Regions from separate parts of the Mus musculus genome. Here region 2 is linked to region 1. A link is a contact called in public Hi-C data. All regions are on one chromosome and are shown on one strand. The core of a region is the stretch at or near the end of the contact, and the rest is flanking DNA. Distances in the headings are between cores, read along the strand shown. Region 1 holds the start of Efcab1 (EF-hand calcium binding domain 1). Region 2 holds the start of Ube2v2 (ubiquitin-conjugating enzyme E2 variant 2).

Region 1 (5,066 bases), core at 958-3,457:
AGGAAAAAGAAAGAATGCAGTCTGAGCAAACCATGAGGAATTAGCCAGTAAGCAATACCCATCCATGACTTCTGCACAAGCTCCTGCCTCCAGGTTCCTGCCCTGCTTGAGTTCCTGTCCTGACTTTCTTCAATGATAGACTACAAATGTACCCTTTCCTCCCCTTTCCCCAAAGAAATAGAAAGGACTGAGTGAATAACTGTGAGGTGACAAACACCGTAACTAAAATGTAACAATTAGTGGAAGGAATCCATTCAGAAGAAGCTCAATGGAATTGTCAGCAACAGCTGTGGACGTTCTGGATATAATCAGGCAACAAATGATCCCTGACTTAAATCTCCTACCTCTGCAATAGCCAACTCAAAATTCATCATGAATTTAATTTATGGACTTAAAATGCAAAACCATATAGATTTAAAAAAAAATCCAATCTTGCCCAAGATGTGAGTGAATATTTGAGCAGACAGAATACATGGAAGATGCCATAACGGTGAAGACAGCCCTACTTGATCAGCTAAGGATGCAAGTTAAAACTCATGATGTCAACACATACCCATTAGAATGGTTGTGTTTGCTTTAAAAGCTGAACAAACAAAAACAGTGAGGGCACCAAGTACAGACAGCGATGAGGAGACACTAGGCTGTGGCCTCACAATGTTCAGACTCTCTGGAAAGCAATCTCACAATTTCTAAATTGCAATCATACAGCTGCCATATGTACTAGCAATCCTAGGTGCTCATTCCAGAGAACTTAACTCTCATTCATATGAGAAATGGTCTATAGTATCTTCCCTGTTAAGAGCTTAAAACTGAAGGCTGAAGGTCTTCAGTGCATGGGTGTATAAACAGAATATGGCACATATAAATCATGGAATACTATTCAGCAATAAAAAGGCAAAATTTCCTGGATGGATTTGCAGAAAATTATACTGATGGAAAGGACTCTCAGTAGGTTATATTCTGTGTGGCTGATGTCTTATTACCATTTCAAAATTATAAAATTAGACAATTATAAATTTGAGTGATTTCAAGAGACTAGGGAAGGGTTTTCAATAGAAGAACTAGGTGTGGCTGCAAACTGACCACTTGAAGGATTCCGCATCATGGAAAAATTCTCCAATTTGTCTCCATGGCAACTTCTGGGCTGTTATGTCAGTCTATGTAGTTTGGAAAGTTGTTACTGTTAGCATTTTATCTAGGCTCCGCCCCATAGTTACCTGGCAACAGCCAGGTGTGCCTGACTCACTATAAAAGGGGCTGCTTGCCCCCTCCTTTCTCTCTCTTGCCTTCTTGCTTCTGCTCTGTCCTCTTGTCCCTTACCCTCTTTCTCCCCATTCCCTTCCCCCTCTCTCTCCATGTGCTCATGGCCAATCTCTACTCCTCTCTTTCTCCTCTTCCTCCTCCTCCTCCTCCCCTCCTCCTCTTCCTTCTCCTCCTCCTTCCTCTCTTCTCTCTCTCTCTCTCTCTCTCTCTCTCTCTCTCTCTCTCTCTCTCTGCCTTTCTCTGCCTCTACAACCCTCGCAACTCCCCTCCTTATGCCCTAAATAAACTCTATTTTATACAAAACAACAAAAAGAGTATGTATCTTTAATTAACGAACTTAAAATATGACATTGGCCTTTTGCAAATTTGACTGAAAACTCCCACTCCAAAGAAGGAGGGGGGAGAGACAGAGAGAGAGACAGAGAGAGACAGAGACACAGAGAGATCTACTTTCTGAGTAACACAGTTCAAACCGTAATTGTTCAGATTCCCTTCTGATAATTGCTTTAATTACACACCTATTTCCCTCCAGCATCCCCACAGATCTTGAAAACCTGAATCGCTCTTGTGCTCATCATACAAAACATCTATCCAGCTTGCACACCTTACTCTTCTGATTATGATGTAGTCTTGAGGGGCTGTGAACAGAAATGATGGTGTGACAAGTGAAAATAGAAATTTCCAACATGGCAAACAATACAGTCTGCAAAGTGTCAGGCTGAAACGCTGCAACTGGGACTAAATGCAGGCACAGTGTCTGTGCTGGGCAGTCAGGACTGGCAGGCTTTACTGAGCTGACCAAGAGGCCCCCTGACAGGAGCCAATCAGTGTCCCACCCAGCCGTTGCCATGGCTGCTCTATGTACAGAGGCCGCTTTCACCTGAGGCGTTGCCATGGCCACACTGTCTGTTAGGGCCGCAAATGCGCAAATGCGCAAATGCGCAGAGCCAAGCTGGCTGCACCAAGCTCCCTCAGCCTGGGGCTCCGGAGCCGGAGCGTCCTGGCACTCTGCTCCAGATGACACTCTAAGATCTAATATTATTAACACCCATCATGAACAGAAAGAAGCTGCAGAAGTTGACGGACACCTTAACTAAAAATTGCAAGCACTGTAAGTAAGAACTGAATGCAAGAGTTCCTATGACTTCTGGGCCAGATCTCTTTCTACCCAGTCTCTACTTCCTGCTTCCACCAGTAATGGCCCCTCCACGCTCCTCCTCAAGAGGATCGGAAAGAGAATCCCTTTGTGGAGTTCCAACTCCTTGGGAGGCATCCATCCTACCCTTTTATAACTGGGACAAGTTCCAAGCTGCCCGAGCTCCCTCATAGACATTCACTAAATTCAAAGATCTCTTTATTTGCTTTTAAGTTAGAGAAGCAATATGGTGTGTATCTGGGAGGCATGTGGCTTCAGCTTTAGACAGGTTGAAAAGGATGCCCCAGAAAAACACCAGAATCAAGAAAGCAGCAGAGCCTTTACTTACTTTCTGGCTCTTTCTAGAGAGGAAAAAACAAAAACAACAAAAGAAAACAAAACGCTCTGAGGTCTAAGCTCTGGAAGTGTGATAAGAGATCCATAAAGAAAACAGTCGTGCATGCATCCTGAACACTTTTAAGAAAGAGACTTGCGGTGGTACAGACACTGTCTTCCGTAGAGGCATTTCATTGAAAAGTATATTGCTCAGCAAATCTAAGACGGTAAAGAATCTGTTCCCAGTTTTAGATGCTCAATTTCCAATTCCCAATCAGGTCCATAGGTAAAGGAGATCTTGCAGGTGACCACACATGAGAGCATTGTACTCAGACAGAAAAACAGCTGTTCTTGAGCTGAGAAGCAGTGTGTGGATCATTGAGATGAGGGCAGTATTGTTTGATGTGTGAATTTAGAAGCTATGTGATGGTCGAAGAGATACTGGTCACAATGAAAATGGAGAGGTCACATCTTCAAACCAGCTCCATTGTGTGAAGGTGTGGATGTGAACTTCTAATGTAGCTCTGGAGGTTTCTGGCCTAGCACCTTTATATCATTTGTATCTGATACAATGTGTGAGAATTGATGTCACGGGGGTAGTGCCCCAACTGAAAACTATGATATACTATTATACTGTGAGCATCTTAAAATTCTCAGAAAATGGCAGTCATTTAAGGTGTTTATAAATTTGATAAGAAATTGTGTTCTTTTGTGGTTTTCCTGAAATGCTTCCATTTCTGGGAGAATATATGCTATTTTGAAAATGAGTAAAAACATTTCCAATGAATACTCACAACATTAATAACTGGCACACACAATGTTTATTTGATTAAGTCTGCTTCATAAGTACACAATTCTTCACTAACAGTGACAACAACTCAAAAATAATGAAGTAAGGGTGTTTTCCCTATTTCCAAGAGCCATACACCGTCTAATACAAAATTCAATGCCAGGCTTGAGAAACCTCCAGTTGAGTTATTGACTAGGGGAATACAAGAGATTCCCAAGACAATATGGGCCTCAGCTGTTCCCTTTGTCTTCCAGAGCTTGAAAGTGAGATCCTATTGCTGAAGATGTCATACACTCAAGAGACAGAATTCCTAGAAATTGAGCTGGAGCTGGCCTGGAAACCTCCCTGAGGCCTAGCTCTTATATCTTAAAGTGTTGTGCAAGCGGCCAAGGGAGAGGAGCAACCAATCAGTGGACCTAGCCAGAGAAAGGCCCATGAGCCAGGAAAATGACTGGACAGGCACACGATCCACAGTGGTGGCACTTTTATCTTTCAAGTAACCACCAGCTGTTTAATTGGACATAGTAGGAGAGGCCTCATGTCTGGTACTATAAACCTAGCCAACTAACCATGGCTGGAAGGATCATGAACCTTAGACTAGAACCTACAATTGCCATTTTCCTAAACCAGTATAATTTCTAACTATATTCTAAATAATTACTCTTGTAGCCACAAATAAGTAGTTCTCACTCTGCATCAAGTAAGTCTCTTTTTTCAACAGTTAGTGACTATTTCAAAGATCTACAATGTGTCATGATACAAAGAATAAGGGACCATGAGGTACCTAAGCCCAATTGATAGATGTACAACACATCTATCAATCTCTGAGTCTTATTTCTAAGACTCAGAAAAAAATCAAAGAAGAGGGAGAAGAAAGATTTTAAGAGTCAGGAAACCAGGATGCTACTAGATAGCATTCCTAGACATGACCAGGAAAATGCCCTCTACTTAGTCTGGCTAAGGGTTTATCTATCTTGTTGACTTTCTCAAAGAATCAGCTTCTAGTTTTGTTGATTCTTTGCATAGTTCTTTTTATTTCTACTTGGTTGATTTCAGCCCTGAGTTTGATTATTCACTGCCTTCTACTCCTCTGGGTGTATTTGCTTCTTTTTTGTTCTACAGCTTTCATTTGTGCTTTCAAGCTGCTAGTGTTTGCTCTCTCCAGTTTCTTTTTGGAGGCACTCAGAGCTATGAGTTTTCTTCTTAGCACTGCTTTCATTGTGTCCCATATGTTTGGGTATGTTGTGGCTTCATTTTCATTAAAATCTAAAAAGTCTTCAATTTCTTTCTTTATTTCTTCCTTGACCGAGTTACCATTGAGTAGAGTGTTTTTCAGCCTCCACATGTATTGTGGGCTTTCTATCTATTCTTTTTGTTGTTATTGAAGACCAGCCTGAGTTTGTGATGATCTAATAGGATGCATGGGATTATGTCAATCTTCTTGTATCTGTTGAGGCCTATTTTGTGACTGATTATGTGGTCAGTTTTGGAGAAGGTACCATGAAGTGCTGAGAAGAAGGTGTACTCTTTAGTTTTAGGATA
Region 2 (5,066 bases), core at 1,389-3,888, 690 kb after region 1:
GCAGCCCCAACACTAGTCTTTCTAACATACACAACTATGACCACTTCTGAAAAGGGTAATTATTTTTCTTTGGTTGTTTCCTGACCTTACACAGACTTACAAAAAGGGAAAAATAAAATCTGGGTTTTTTTTTTTTTTCTCTAAGCCTCTCTCATGTATCTGCATTCAAAGAACCTACAGACCCATCAAAATAATCTAAGTGAATTTTTTTCAATGTCATGTAACAATGTAATGCAGTACCTAAAAAGAGCTCTTAATACCAAAAGGAGACCTAAAGTAAAAACTGAAAATATAAAAATAGTAAACATGTTGACATATTAGGTCATTAACTTTGACAAATGTGTCACACTAAGCTATCAAAGGAAGAGAACTGATTGCACACCATCTTCTCCATTTTTCTGTAAACCTAAAACTATGACAAACAAAAGAATGTTCAGTTTTTGTTTACTTTTGAGACAGGATCTTACTACCTAGCCTAGGCTAACCTTATGTAGCCCAGGCTCATCAGGAACTCACGATCCTTCCTCATAGCTGGGATTATAGGAATGCACTACCACAAAACACACAGAACTTCCTTTTTTACACAGTAAATTGCAGTAAATGAATCAAATGAAATCTTTACTCACAGATACTAAATATTAATAAACATCTTTTGCCTTGAGTAATGCTTAAGCTAAATTCTATGAAAGCCTCTTGACTTGGGGAAAGGAAGGAGGAAACTTCAGACACTTCCATCTGAGAAGGAACCAAGAATGTAAAGAAAAATTTATCTAAGAAGGAATGTATGAGAGTCAGTGTCGAGACTAAAACAGAAAAAAACTCATCCTTTGAGGAATACTCCAAATTAAGTTAGTCATGATGGAGAGAATGCTGGATTATACTCTTGCTTCTGTTCCTGTAAAGTTATGTGTAACTTTTTACTTCTTTGGTTTCTCAATTTTCTAAGAAGGAATTCTCAATCTAATTTGAATTATTATCCTCCAAACTTTTTCCAGTTAGAGTTCAAGGTCAGCCTGGCTACATGGGACACTGACTCAAAAATAAATAAATAAGCTCCATTTTCTAAGATGTATTTTAATTATACCAAAGTTCCCATTTCCTTGGTCTAAAACCAGTGAAAATAACAAACAGGATACAGATATCTAATATGCAATACATGGGCAAATAATCCAACGCTTAGAGTACACATTCAATTGCCAAAAACCAAAGTTTGATAAAAAGTATGGACCACTCATTTTATCTAATTACTGCTCTTTTCAAAATACTTAACATTCTTTCATATGAGTAGTGTTAAATATGTTCCAAAAAACAAATGCTGACTGGAGAGATGGCTCAGCTGCTAAGAACACTGGTTGCTCTCCCAGAGGTCCTGAGTTCAATCCCCAGCAATCACAAGGTGGCTCACAGCCATCTGTAATGGAACCCAATGCCCTCTTCTAGTGTGTCTGAAGACAGCTACAGTGTACTCATATATATATAATAAATATTTTTAAAAAGAACAAATGCAATCACAAATTGACATTTTTCATATTACAATACACCATTTTATTAGTTTAATTTTAAGGTAGTGAGCACAACTCTTTAAAAAACATGGCACTAATAAGCACATATATTTCAAATAAGAAGTAAAGAGATTAAGGGTTATAACATTAAAAGATCACTTTTAAAATGAGCTTTGGTCTTGGACAGCTCTGATCTGACCACTGATGTATTTTCCAGAGGTAGAACTGCTAAAGATTTTATTGTCTATGGCACTCATACACATAAAGGTAAGATTTAAACAATATGAAAAATGTATATGAAGGCATTACCTTGAAATGTTAACAATCACAACATGCACTCAACCTCTTCCATTTCTACAACCTAGATTCAATAAGAACTAGAAAAAAAAATAAATCTTATGAATCATCATTTTTAAATGCTAAAACTCAACACTTTTAAACTGTTTTAATTTTTTTTGTCACCAAATTTCTAAACCCTGTTGGCATTTAAATTTCAAGTTTCTGCTCAAAGGCAACCGAACATTGTAGACAAGAGTAGAACACCTATCTAAGGTACCAACTGTCCTGCAATTAGCTTTCGTCTGGCTCAGTGTACTGTAGTTTTTCACTTAATTGAAAAAAAAAAAGAAGAAGAAGAAGAAGAAGAACACGCATTCGGCCACCTAAGTAAAATCGTCGCCCTCTTATTCCAGACAGCAGCCACCCTCCGGTTAGTCCTATCCTCCCGCACGTGTCTGTCTGGTGGACTCCCAGCCTAGATCCCCGGCTCCATCCAGGATGCCTCTCCGCCGTAGCCCCGTTGATGGGCAATGCCACCGCCACCGCGGGCCGCTCCAGCGCACTCCACCCTCGGCTCCGCTGCGGCGCCCAGATCTGCCGGTCCTCCCGCAGGGCCGCCGCGGGCGGTGGGCGCGCAGGCTCCCCGTCACCGCGAGCTCTGACACGCGCGTCCCGACCTCCCTACCGCCCGCCCCACCCCCTGCCCCTCGCGGGGCCCTCCGCACTGCGCACCCGCAGTCCCGCGCGGCCCGCCGGACAGAAAGCAGCGGGAGCGCGGCAGACCCGGCTAGGAACCGACCTGTGGAGACCGCCATCTTCTCCTGCTACCAGACGCACCACCGCACGCAGGGCGTCAACGTCACTTCCGGCAGCGCGTTGCTCTCCGTCATAGAGGGACCGATAGTGGGGATAGTGGGGACTGTATCAGGTTCCTGTTCCTGGCAAGCTTTGCCCCTGATGGTCTCTGGAACTGTTGGTTCATCGGTTGTCCTAATCAAAACACACACATAAAACTGGGTTGGGAGACTAAGGCAGCATGAGCTTAAAAAGTCTTTAAAAGATCTGAGATCTCCAATAGTGTCAGTGTGTCCAAGGGAAATTTTCCCTATGACTCCTCTTATTAAATATTGAAATAATGTCTAAACAAACGCTAACAGTTACATCACGAGCCGGGCGTGGTGGCGCACGCCTTTAATCCCAGCACTCGGGAGGCAGAGGCAGGCGGATTTCTGAGTTCGAGGCCAGCCTGGTCTACAAAGTGAGTTCCAGGACAGCCAGAGCTATAAAGAGAAACCCTGTCTCGAAAAACAAAGTTACATCACACCAAACCTGTTATTAATAATCAAGGTAAAACATGGGAATTCACAATTGTGTTGGGGAAAAAAAAAAAAAACTATTCCAAAAGGTTGGGCTGTGTTAGTGCAGGCTACGTTTAGGCTGTAGTTTTGCTCTGATGACACCAGAACCAAAAGTCCATCAGTAAAGAAAGCCACAGAAGAAACTCAAGCAAAACCGTGAAGCAAAAAGGGATGGAGAAAAGCAGCTTACCACCTTGCTTCTGAGAAGGCTAGGCTGACTCCATGACAGACTTCAAATTGACAGTTAAGGAGACTGGGCCTAAGAACTGGGAAAGTCCAGGCAAGCCCAGGCAAGTCAATTACTAATAGAAAAAAACCCAGGCTCCAGCCTTCATGCCCGATAATGGTTCTAGGATGCCTAGAGATAGAGTAAGATAAAACTCATCTTCCCCAGAATTCCAATGTGCTTTAAAGCAAGCATGCACACTCACTTAGTTGTCTCTCTGTTTTGGCAATGGGAGACTCCAACACGCTGGACTTCTGCAAAATAAAGCACTCTCTGAGTATACATACTATTTGAGTCCCAGGTGTCATTCTTCGGTGAATCATGGACCTTTACATTTCTATCTTACGTTCACCTACCTTATTTGGAGGAGTAAGCCCATGTACCTAAAGATGGTATACCCATACCCAACTGGATTCTCCTACAACAATTAGTGACTAAGAAAGTTCCCCCAGGTTTTTCTTTTCAGACATGCCCACAGGTTATTCTGACTAAGGCAAGTCTTAAATTGAGATTTCCTCTTTCCATTTGTGTCAAGTTCACAACAAAGATTATCTAATACAAGTCCATTCCAAGTGCATCATTGTTAATATTCCTTTCTTGTTTGTGCCCAAGATGTCATAAATACTAAAATATTAAATACAGTACAACTTTAGAATTCCCAGTCTTTAAAAATTCCAACCCTCTAAGTCTCTTTAAAATATCCAAAGTCAGGTTCAATAAATACCACACACAAGCAAATATTATAGGCTACTCACAATGCTATTGGTTATCCTTGACAACCTAACTGTAAGACTATATTGCTGAAGACATCACATACTTATGCAACTGAACATGAAAAAAATTCAGTTGGGGGCTGGTGAGATGGCTCAGTGGGTAAGAGCACCCGACTGCTCTTCCGAAGGTCCAGAGTTCAAATCCCAGCAACCACATGGTGGCTCACAACCATCCCTAACGAGATCTGACTCCCTCTTCTGGAGTGTCTGAAGACAGATACAGTGTACTTACATATAATCAATAAATAAATCTTAAAAAAAAATCAGTTGGGATACAACTAGATGTTTCACATCTATTAACTAGCATTTATATATTTGATGCTTAGTCACAAGGGAGTAGAACTATTTGAAAGGATTAGAGGAAATAGGAAGTGCGGCCTTGTTGGAGACAGTGTGTCACTGGGAAGGGGCTTTGAGGTTTTAAAAGCCCATGCAAAGTCTAGTCTGTCTTCTTCTCTCTATGTCCACCTAGAATGTAGCTCTCAGTTACTGCTACAGCACCTGCCTGCATGCTGTCATTCTATTGCTATGATGATATTGAACTAAACCTCTGAAACTGTAAGCAAGTCCCCAATTAAATGCTTTCTATCAGAAGAGTTGCCTTGGTCATAGTATCTTAACAGTAGTAGAGCAGTGACTAAGACAGTACCTAGCCTTTATGGTTATGTGGATTATAGCACACATATTTAAAGGCTTTAGAGCTAGTATTCACATGTAAGAGAAGACATAGAAACATACATATCTGTCTTTGGGGGTGTCTGAGTTAATTCTCTCTAAAAGATTTTGTCCTAGATCTATCCATTTGCCTTCTAATTTTTATAATTTTAACAGCTTATTGATTCCATTGTATATCTGTACCACATGTTCAGTATCCACTAATCAGTTAATGAATATCTAGACTGTTTCCAATTTCTGGTTATTATGAATA

Evidence for each region. A called contact is a pair of places that touch in the nucleus more often than the background predicts.
Region 2: a contact with region 1 is called in a Hi-C map of muscle stem cells, with 2.4 times the contacts expected there. The contact joins the promoter of Ube2v2 here to the promoter of Efcab1 in region 1. A contact is called at or near these places in 5 of 39 promoter capture datasets (the 3T3-L1 cell line, the SN4741 cell line, cranial neural crest and 1 more), 1 of 484 Hi-C or Micro-C datasets (muscle stem cells) and 1 of 115 datasets of contacts at active chromatin or transcription factors (embryonic limb bud).

The regions. Positions count from the first base shown.
Region 1 is chr16:14,904,439-14,909,504 of GRCm38.p6, forward strand. It overlaps Efcab1 (EF-hand calcium binding domain 1), which reads left to right and starts at 2,208. Exons shown (of 6, transcript NM_025769.3): 1 at 2,208-2,374. The coding sequence starts at 2,317. All of the region lies in intron 2 of Gm33696 (a long non-coding RNA gene), which reads right to left.
Region 2 is chr16:15,591,880-15,596,945 of GRCm38.p6, forward strand. It overlaps Ube2v2 (ubiquitin-conjugating enzyme E2 variant 2), which reads right to left and starts at 2,639. Exons shown (of 4, transcript NM_023585.4): 1 at 2,581-2,639. The coding sequence starts at 2,596.